Regions from separate parts of the Zea mays genome. Here region 1 is linked to region 2. The links are chromatin contacts, called in public Hi-C maps. All regions are on one chromosome and are shown on one strand. Each heading gives the region's core, a stretch centred on a gene start, on an enhancer-like site or on the middle of the called end of the contact. The rest is flanking DNA. Distances are from core to core; before and after follow the strand shown.

What was found. A called contact is a pair of places that touch in the nucleus more often than the background predicts.
Region 1: a Hi-C map of leaf shows a contact between it and region 2, with 4 times the contacts expected there. The contact joins the enhancer-like site here to the promoter of LOC541983 in region 2. A contact is called at or near these places in 5 of 25 Hi-C or Micro-C datasets (bundle sheath, ear, leaf and 1 more) and 1 of 3 datasets of contacts at active chromatin or transcription factors (leaf).

What each region holds. Positions count from the first base shown.
Region 1 is chr10:63,519,420-63,524,356 of Zm-B73-REFERENCE-NAM-5.0, forward strand. No RefSeq gene overlaps it. Among protein-coding and RNA genes, the nearest start is that of LOC103641140, 86 kb to the right of the region's middle. Within about 2 kb of position 3,437, at least 9 of the 20 cell types and tissues checked have an H3K27ac peak or open chromatin away from gene starts, as enhancers often do. A contact at or near this core is called in bundle sheath, leaf and tassel, where this site is marked.
Region 2 is chr10:63,381,864-63,386,720 of Zm-B73-REFERENCE-NAM-5.0, forward strand. It overlaps LOC541983 (polyamine oxidase 1), which reads right to left and starts at 3,161. Exons shown (of 8, transcript NM_001111636.2): 1 at 2,962-3,161; 2 at 2,592-2,844; 3 at 868-1,014; 4 at 506-764; 5 at 270-413; 6 at 2-151. The coding sequence starts at 3,091. It also overlaps the pseudogene LOC109943074.

The DNA of each region.
Region 1 (4,937 bases), core at 2,187-4,686, 140 kb after region 2:
CTTAAACATAATTATGTGATATGATTATGTGATATCTTTTCTTTGTTTGGAGGGAATAATAAAAACAAATAAAAAGGGGTATACTGATCACTTTGTCGAGTGTAACACTCAGTAAAGAGGTGCTTTGTCGAGTACATAGGCCATAACACTCGGCAAAGAAGGCACACCTAGGCACTGGTAAAGCTTCTTTGCCGAGTGCTGTGGTATCGGTACTCGACAAAGAAGCAACCTTTGCCGAGTGCCCCCTAGTGCGCTCGACAAAGGTACTGACGAGGGGGCCTGTTGGCGACCTCTTTGCCGAGAGTGGTCTTGCGGGCACTCGGCAAAGAGTGTCACCTAATACACTCAGCAAAGGGATACTCTTTGCCGAATGTCACCTAGTACACTCGGCAAAGGCTCCGTCTCCGTTACAAGCCTCCGTGACAGTGACTTTTCTTTGTCTAGTACCTTGTGACACTCGGCAAAGTATTCGCCAAGTGTCCGATAAAAAGTACTCGACAAAGAAGTCGTTGCCGATGTACAGTTCGCCGATCTCTCTTTGTCGAGTGCAAAGTCTTCGCCGAGTGTTTTCAAGGCTTTGCCGAATGTTTCAGACACTCGGCAAAGTATTCGCCAAGTGTCCGATAAAAAGTACTCGGCAAAGAAGTCGTTGCCGATGTACAGTTCGCCGATCTCTCTTTCCCGAGTGGAAAGTCTTCGCCGAGTGTTTTCAAGGCTTTGCCGAATGTTTCAGACACTCGGCAAAGAGCCTATTTCTGGTAGTGCATGTTCATCCGCTTCCTGAGCGTCCTTTAAAAAGATTTTCATCACGTACATATAAAAAATGTGACTACAAAAAAAGACTAAATAAAATGTGTACAAACATTGCTTGTCGTTGTATATATAGTATGTACTGACATCTCATGTATATTAATGAGTATTATTACTGATTATCCTATTATTACTGACTATTATTTGATTTTTGTTACTGACTACCATATGGAAAAACAAAAAACAACTTGTTACTAATAACTACTCGTTTGCTTAATTTCGCTGTCTCATCTTCTTCCTGTCCTTTGACGACCGCTCCTTTTGCATTCCATTCTTCTAGGTTAAACTGACTTTCGGGAAAAACAGATACAATCTCGGTGCCGATGTTTTTATGTGTATTAAAAGCAAACACGTCAAAATAAACAAACACAACTCATCCGTTTTATATGGGACTAAGATCTTACATCAGTTGTGTCATAGTCGTCGATAGTTACATCTTCTTGAACAACGCTTTGCCTTGGTGTGTATACCAGGGTTGGTGACTTGTGTCCCGTACCCTTGTGACGGCTGTTGGTTCTCCTCTTGTACTACATGCTCAACTGAACCTATACTTGTGTCTTCTTGTGACTCAACTGATGCAACTTGTTCTAACGCTTCTTCATCTGATGCTGATTCTTCTGTAGTCTCTAGTTGATCAGCTGGTGCAGCTTCTTCTACTACTGTAGGCTGTGGTGTTTGAGCTGAATCTCCAGTCTGCTATGCCACTTGTTCAACTGAGGCAGCTTGTTCTACTGTCATTAGTTGATCTCCTGGTGCAGCCTCGTCTCCTACTGGTGGCTGTGATGTTTCAGCTATATCTCCTGTTGTTGTATGTACAGGCTGTTCTCCTATTGTATCCAGCGGTCGTTGTTGGTATGCTACCGTGTCTACTGCTACATCTTCTGTTGCTACTATTGTCTGAATATACTGTGTCCCTAGGATCCCAAAACTATGTAAAAATATCGTTGTATATATTTACTGAGTAAGATTATGAATTACTGTGTATTGTCACTGTAAAATTGCTGAAATTCTGAGAAAATTACTGAATGTTTGAACGTTAATAATTTATTACTGATATAATAATAAATTAGTATAATAAACAGTGTTTGTATTTTAAAAAATTACTGAACACTAATAAGCACAAATTACCTTTTTACTGTAAATATTGCTGAATGATGATATAATTACCGAACAATAATACATTGTTTATGTTACATAAGTTTATGTTTGTATATTACTGATGACCTTTTTTTTGCATCATAATTACTGAGTGCACTATAGAATATGAATAGCATAAAATACTTATGGATCAATGTCTATACGCGCTACATATTACTGCCAGGTGTGTGATTTACTTACAGGAAAGTTGTCGTTTGTCATTTTGCCTCCGTTGTGTGACTTTTTGTCGACGTCACCGATCCTTTTTATTAAACTTCTGGTAAACACGCTCCACCGAGGTGTTCCACTGGGCAACACAAATTCACAATCCAGATTGTCTAGATAATACACCTATATAGAAAAGAAATGTAAAAGAACTTCTTACTGTTTTAAAAAAACATGTTCGAGCCCCAGCCTCTACATATTACGCGGGTAAGGCTTGGCGCTTAAAGATACCCTTCCCCAGACCCTGCACAGTGCGGGAAGCCTACGGCACTGGGTATGCCCTTTTATCAAAAATAACGTTTGGAATATAAAAAATGTATAACTACAAATGCAAACTTCTTACCATAAAAAAAAAGTATGTGTCCTTGTATTGTGGGTTTGGGCAATTTTTTGGAACGTTTTGTCCTCAATTTGACTGCCTTTACCTTCAGATAATCACAAATGCCCTGACACCAGTCATATCCATTTGCTGTCTCCAAATCTTCGATAGAGGCGTAATCACTCCCAGATATATTCATGCTAGCCGATGGAAACAGAAGAGAATTGCTTGCAAGAACAAAAAAACAGTAAATAATCCAATCATCATATTGTGTGTTCTGTTAGCGTTGGTCATTCTTTCGACAACCAAGCGAGAGACCTTATTTGAATTAAGCTTCTTATGTGTAGGCATGCCCTTTGTGCGATCATCTCTGAATATCTTAACCATGCCATTTTCCTTGTAGAGTCATTTATGAATGGGATATTAAAAAATTACTGAACTTGTGACAAAATTTTACAAAAAAAAACGATTTAAATAAATTTACTAACATAAAACTGTATCTTGTTGTGCTCATCGATTGATAGTCCAGCTCTTGCTATTGGTAGAGAGCGGCTACCAAATTCAATGCGGAGAGGGTCATCGTAAACACTAGACAACAAAAAAGCCCCCAAATGCCTGTCTTCTCTCAATATTCTTTTTCAGTAAACTGTCAAAACCTAAATTTGTTATCCTTTGTTTCAACCTATCTGACATCATAAGTGATGCATTGTTCACATCAGCCGGAGAACGTCTCATTGTAATGTTGCATCCATGCATATCCTTCTCCCAGCCACATGATAAAATAATATATATATATATAAAAACAATGTATGTATTGATACACCTGAAACATACAAAAAAGGGAACATGTTTACCTCGTGTTTTCTGCGAGCAACCTTTACCTCCTTCTCAACTGCTCGTCGCTTCGTCGAATTTTGACCTTTCGATGATTCACATGTTGTGGACCTCCGAACCGGCAGTGGTGGGAACACAACATTTGAGTCATCTCTGCTTGAAACAGCTGATGCAGGGATTTTCCCACCCCTGTTGGTCCCACTGGTACATCAGCCACGGGATTGTTTTCGTCGTTGCGTGGAGTGTCTGGATTCGTGTGCTCCGATGATATAGACATTGTGTGCAACAATAAAAGATAAAAACATCTCATAAAAAAGTGTTTTGTAGTAATATATATATTACTGACTATTCAAAGGTATTACTGATTACTATATATATTACTGATACTATTAACACAATTATTACTGATACATGATTATTACCGAAAAAATACCTTGTTGTCCTATGCAGTTATTATGGTGCGAACAAAAAAAACTGATATTACTACTAGACCTATGCAGTTGTTACTAAGTAACATGTTTTTTGCTGATCACGGTAATTATTGATGTACCTTCCCCGAACACATACTAGCACACTAACATATGATAGAATTACTGACTATTCATAAGTATTACTGGTTACTATACATGTTACTGGTACTATTAACACAATTATTACTGATTCGTGGTTATTACGAAAAATACCTTGTTGTCCTATGCAGTTATTATGGTGCGAACAAAAATACTGATATTATTATTAGACCTATACAGTTGTTACTGACTACCATTTTTATGTTCATAAAGGTAATCATTGTTGTACCTCTCGAACACATACTAACGCTGACATATGATAGAATTACTAACTATTCATAAGTATTACTGACTGACACTATTAACACAATCATTACTAATTCAAGGTTGTTACCCGAAAAAATAACCTTGCTGTCCTATGTAGTTATTCCGAATTTTTTGCATTTTAGCCCTTTATCAGGAATAAAATCACGTTTAGATCTAAAAAAGTTTTAATCTCAATTTTTAACCCTTAGCTCGGCGCCATAGCCTATGGCGCCGAGGTAACACAGCTCGGCGCCATAGGCTATGGCGCCGAGCGCTGGCGTGGCCATGGCGGCCAGGGCTGACGTGGTAGCCCGCGTGGCACCTAGCTCAGCGCCACAGATCTTGGCGCCGAGCTATGATTTAACCGCGCGGTCCGTTTCTTTTTCGCGTTCTCTTCTCTGTTCCTTCGCCGTGTTTCTTTACAATAGAGCGTCGCCGCCGTCGCCGCTAGCCGCCCCGCCGCCGCGCGCCACCACCGTGCGCCAGAAGCTTCCTCCACGCGCCAGTAGGTAATTGTTTTCATTGTTGTTATTTACTTAGTTAGTAAATTGTTAGTGTTTAGCATATTGTTAGCTATTGTTAGTGTTTAGTAAATAGTTAGTTATTCACTTGTTTAGCATATTGTTAGTATATTGTTAGTGTTTAGTAAATAGTTAGCTATTCACTTGTTTAGCATATTGTTAGTATATTGTTAGTGTTTAGTAAATAGTTAGCTATTCACTTGTTTAGCATATTGTTAGTGTTTAGCATATTGTTAGTGATTATATAGTTAGTAATTTGGTAGCATATTGTTAATG
Region 2 (4,857 bases), core at 1,911-4,410:
CCTGCCACACTCCGTAGTAACCTCTCCTGCTGCTGGCGTAGAGGAAGAACTCCCTTCCTTTCCCTTCAGGCCAGAACTTCCTGGGGAACTTGAGGAAGATCTTGGTGTACACGGCCATGTCGAATTGGTAGATCGCCCTAACCTTCCATGTCTGGGGCAGACAAGAGGAAACGACCATATATCAAATTAATATACTATAATTAATATTGAGAAGATATAATCGATCAGCTGATGATAGATCGAGGTGTAGGTAGGAACAACTAACTGACAGGTAGCTTGGGCTTGAACTGAATGAGATCGGATTGCAGGACACCCAGGCTCGCAGAAACCATGACGTAGTCTGCGCTGTACACCGAGTTGTCCTCTGTCTTGACGGTGACGCCACCCGGGGAATACTTGATCTCTCGCACCACCTGTATGTACGTACGTTAATGATGTGTTCTAGCAATCTAGCTAAGCTTAATCAATGCCCATGCATGCATGCATGCATGTAGTATATATATACCTTGTTGAGCTGCAGGCGCGGGTCGACGATCTTTCCAGACTTATCGTCGGTCTTGAGGTACTGGCCGGCGAGGTAGTAGACGACGGCCTCGTAGCCCCGCTGGTCGGCGACGAAGTAGACGTCGTCGCCGAAGTCGCTGAAGGTCGCGAGAGGCACGGTGTTCTGCAGGCTGGTCACGCGCGGCGGCTCCGCGAACTCGTAGTCGAACTTGTAGTAGTCCACCACCATGTCCACCGGCGTCGCCGGCCCGTTCGGCTGGCTGCATGCACATGCCCATTGCATTGCATTGCATTCAGCTGTTGTTGTATGTATGTATGTATGTATGTGTTGAGGAGCTGCAGGTATATATAGGACACACGTACTGTTCGTTGAGGCGCTGCATGGCAAGGATAGACATGTCGTCTCTGCCACTGGCGTGCAAAGTGGCAGAGAGCTTCTCCCCCATCTCTTCCACGCTGTCCGCCAGTTCAATTCTCTTCTGGACGTAATCTTCATCGTAGACGCCACCGCTGCAGTTAATACATACGCATGTCACTTTTTCGACTAGTCAAAAGCTCGATCTCCTAATAAACTAATATCTACGCTCTGTCGTCCCACCAACGCCATGAAATCTATCTCTGCGTATTAAATATGTATTCTTAAATTTATCAGTACATATTGTGTCGACGACAACATAGTCAGCAAAAATTACCCTAATAAGTTTTAAAGAAGCTTGCACCAAAACATCTAACTAGAGGTAGAAATTAAAATAGAAAGAAAAAAACACAAAAGTTTCGGGCCCTATGTGTCAACCACAGGTAAAATATGACACTCGAACATGTGATTGCCATCTTTACCAACCCAAGGTGCAGTGCTCTTACTATATCAAATCTGTATCATAATAGTTATTTTCGCCCCCAAATTATGGATCCAAATTTTATTATTAATGTATGCGTGTGCGTCCTCTTTATAAAAGGGAAGCGAGCTAATAATTGTAGTACTACTATATTATAATAGTTGAGTTGACTTTCGTATTACTCGCTTAATCCTTCGATTCGTTCTAAAATTTTTGACCTTTTATCTGTTTTAGGCCATGTTTGGTTTATTTAGTCTAGAGACTAAAGTTTAGTTAGGGGACTAAAGTTTAGTCCATAACATGTTTGGTTCTAGGGACTAAAATTAGTAAAAATATACTAAATGATTTATAAGAAGACTAAAATGATCTTTAATATTCTCCTGCTATTAGTACAATTGAATTAAATGAGAGGCAATTGTGGAATTAATATGGTTTAGTCTATTTTAGCCACATCTTGAGGGACTAGGGACTAAATCAGTTTAGTCTCTGTTTTAGTCCTACCGTTTGGCAATTTAGGAACTAAATGAGACTAAAATGGAGGGACTAATCTTTAGTCCCTCAAACCAAACGGGGCCTTATTTATAGAGAAATACACGCTATAACTAATATTTGGTAGATCAATTTAGGTCATGTTTGGTTCCTTTAGTCACTAGACTAAACTTTAGTAAAGTATTTCGTTTGGTTTCAGTAACTAAACCGGACTAAAGAGCTTTAATTGCCGTAAAAATGGAGAGGACAAATAAGATAAAAATACTACTTTAGTCCCTTTTAGTCACCCCCTTGGTGTCTAAAGACCTAAGCGCTTGTTTGGGATTAAAGGTAATGAAGTGGATTGAGGGAGTTAGGATCTCTCGCTAATCAATTTTGAATAGTGAGGGATTATAGCCCCCTCAATCCCCTTCATTGCCCTTTATCCCAAACAAGCTCTAGAATTTAGTCACTCCACTTTAGTCACCATGTTTACTTTTTTAGGGACTAAAAGTGACTAAACTTTAGTCACTAACCTTTAGTCACCCTAAACCAAACAAGACCTTAATTAGTTTTTTTTCTAAACTAAGCATGAAATATGTGTTTCGACTGAGCATCTGTTGGAATTTACGTATATTTTCATTCTAAAAAATGGTTAGCGAGAGTTCGGAAATTTTGACTTGTACAAATCAAAATAAACTGTAGCTAGTAAGAAAGGGATATATGGAGTAGCTAATAACGGAGCTCATCAGCTGCCTATAGCTAGTCGATCGACCTACGTACTCCTCCTTGTAGACGTTCTGAGCGAGGTAGTCGAAGTCGGAGCGGAAGTTGCGGAGCTTGAGGGTGGAGTTGACGATGGGCCAGATGGGGTTCATCTTGCCGCCGTTCACGCCCTCCACCCAGTTGGCGCCTAACTCGACGTTGATGCCGGCGAAGTTCGTCTTGTGCATCCGCCCGCCGATGTGGTCCGTCGCTTCCAGAATCAGCAGGTCGGTTATCCCGGCCTCCGACAGCCTCTTCGCCGCCGAGATCCCTGGAAGAAGAGATCCATGTGTTGCATATAACACAGCGCAGATATATATGTATATGATGCGTAACACCAAGGCATAGTCGCATAGACGAACGACGTATATGGGTGCCTTGTTATTACCAGACATGCCGGCGCCGACGACGATGACCCTGGGGCCGACGGTTGCGGCGAGGGAGCCATGTTGTGCTAAGTTCAGTGCTAGGAGTACTGCTGCTAAGGCCAGGAGACCAAAGGACGGGGAGGAACTCATCTATTGGTCGCTCTAACTATTGAGTACTGATGGTTACGCTCTCGTTCTGCACAGCAGTGTGGAGTGCTTGTGTTGCTCCCCAGGCCCCTCCCCCCTCTCACCCCTCATATATATACACACATCTAAAGGCTAATCATCATAACCCATTGTGATGGGATGCATGGTCCCTCACTTACCAAAAGGTCCATCCGGACCAGCTCACCAAGGACTAATCACATCAAAAAAAAAAAAATTAAACGCACAAGGGAACCAACACTACTAAGACCTTGTTCGGCTTGCTAGTATTTAATACACATTAAGATCTAATACACAGCAGGATTGAGTGAATCCATGTCATGTCACATAAACTATATGTGTTTTCGTTACGGCTGGGATTTAATACGTGGCTTATTTTTCACTATTCACTTATACCACATGGATACAAATGTATTAGCTGTGAATTGTTCGTTCATGTTTTTTTTAAATGCAGTCCATATTCGCTTAGCCACTAGTACAGTGAAGTCCATATTTTTTTTGCAAAATGTAGTCCATGTTCGCTTCACTCTAGTATAGTAAAGTTCATGTTTTTTGCAAAATGCAGTCCACATTCAACAAAATGTAGTTCAATGCAGAAGCATGAACAACAGAAGCATGTACAGCTGATCTAGTTCTAGCTGTAACGTATTTCAGTTTAAAGCAGTTTAAAGCATGAACAAAATGCAGTTATCCAATGATCTAGTTCTGAAATAGGTAACTGGCTGTTGGCCAATGGAATGGGGATTTCCAATGTTACAGTAGAGTATCTGCCATTAAAATAAATATGTGTAAGTGTAACATAAACTCCATTGACCATCGGAAACAATAAGTGAAGAGAGATGCAGCTAGTAGCTAGCTCATGGGATCCAAAATACAAATCTCATCAAAAGGAAGCGATTCTGGATTTCTCTGCAGTTCTTGTTGTAATTTCTGCACAAGGAAATCAAGATCATAACCGAGTCAAACAGAATCGTTTTAGAAACAATTCCCTCGTAGTGAACTCCTCTTTCAGATAATAAATGTAAGGTTGTATAATGTCATCGTCAGCATATACAGACAGGATCGACTTCTAGCCTAACCCTGGACTCCCAGCAAGAAGTAGTATGGGAAATAATAAATTAAGTCATGAGGCAGATATGTTCAATTACTTTGATTCAACATGTCATGGCATAAAGAATGAGACATATATGCTCAATTACTTTGATTTCGACATGCCCTGGCATAGAATGAGAGAAGAGGGGAAGGAAGAGAGCATACCAGCTAAGCCATCTCGTTTCTCAACCAAATCAGTGCAGACTCAGCATCATCATCGCAGGCACTCAAGAAAATTTGCCTATTGTCAAGGTCTTTGAAGGCATTGTAGGCTTTTGCTTTTTCCTCCTTTGTAACTTCCATTGTAACTTCAAGGTCTTTGAAGGCATTGTAGGCACTTCTTGATTGAGAAGTCTGCAGCTTGACTCACTTCCTTTTCCTCCCTCTCTTTTGCTAGATGTGTGGCTTCTTCCTCAGCTTGCTTCATTCTCATGTTAATGTATCTTCCCATTATTCCTTCTAGGTTATCGCCCTTTTTATGCCTCTTTGTCCTCGTTTCCTCATTGTTCCCTCTTGCAGCAGTAGTCCTTCTCTGTGGCATCGAATCATGCCTTTCACCGGTTGCATCTCCCGCCTTAACTACATGGACATCATCTTCTTCTTGTGCAGGCAAGATTTCTTCCAATTCATCTTGTTCATGTTCTATGTTGAGAAATTCA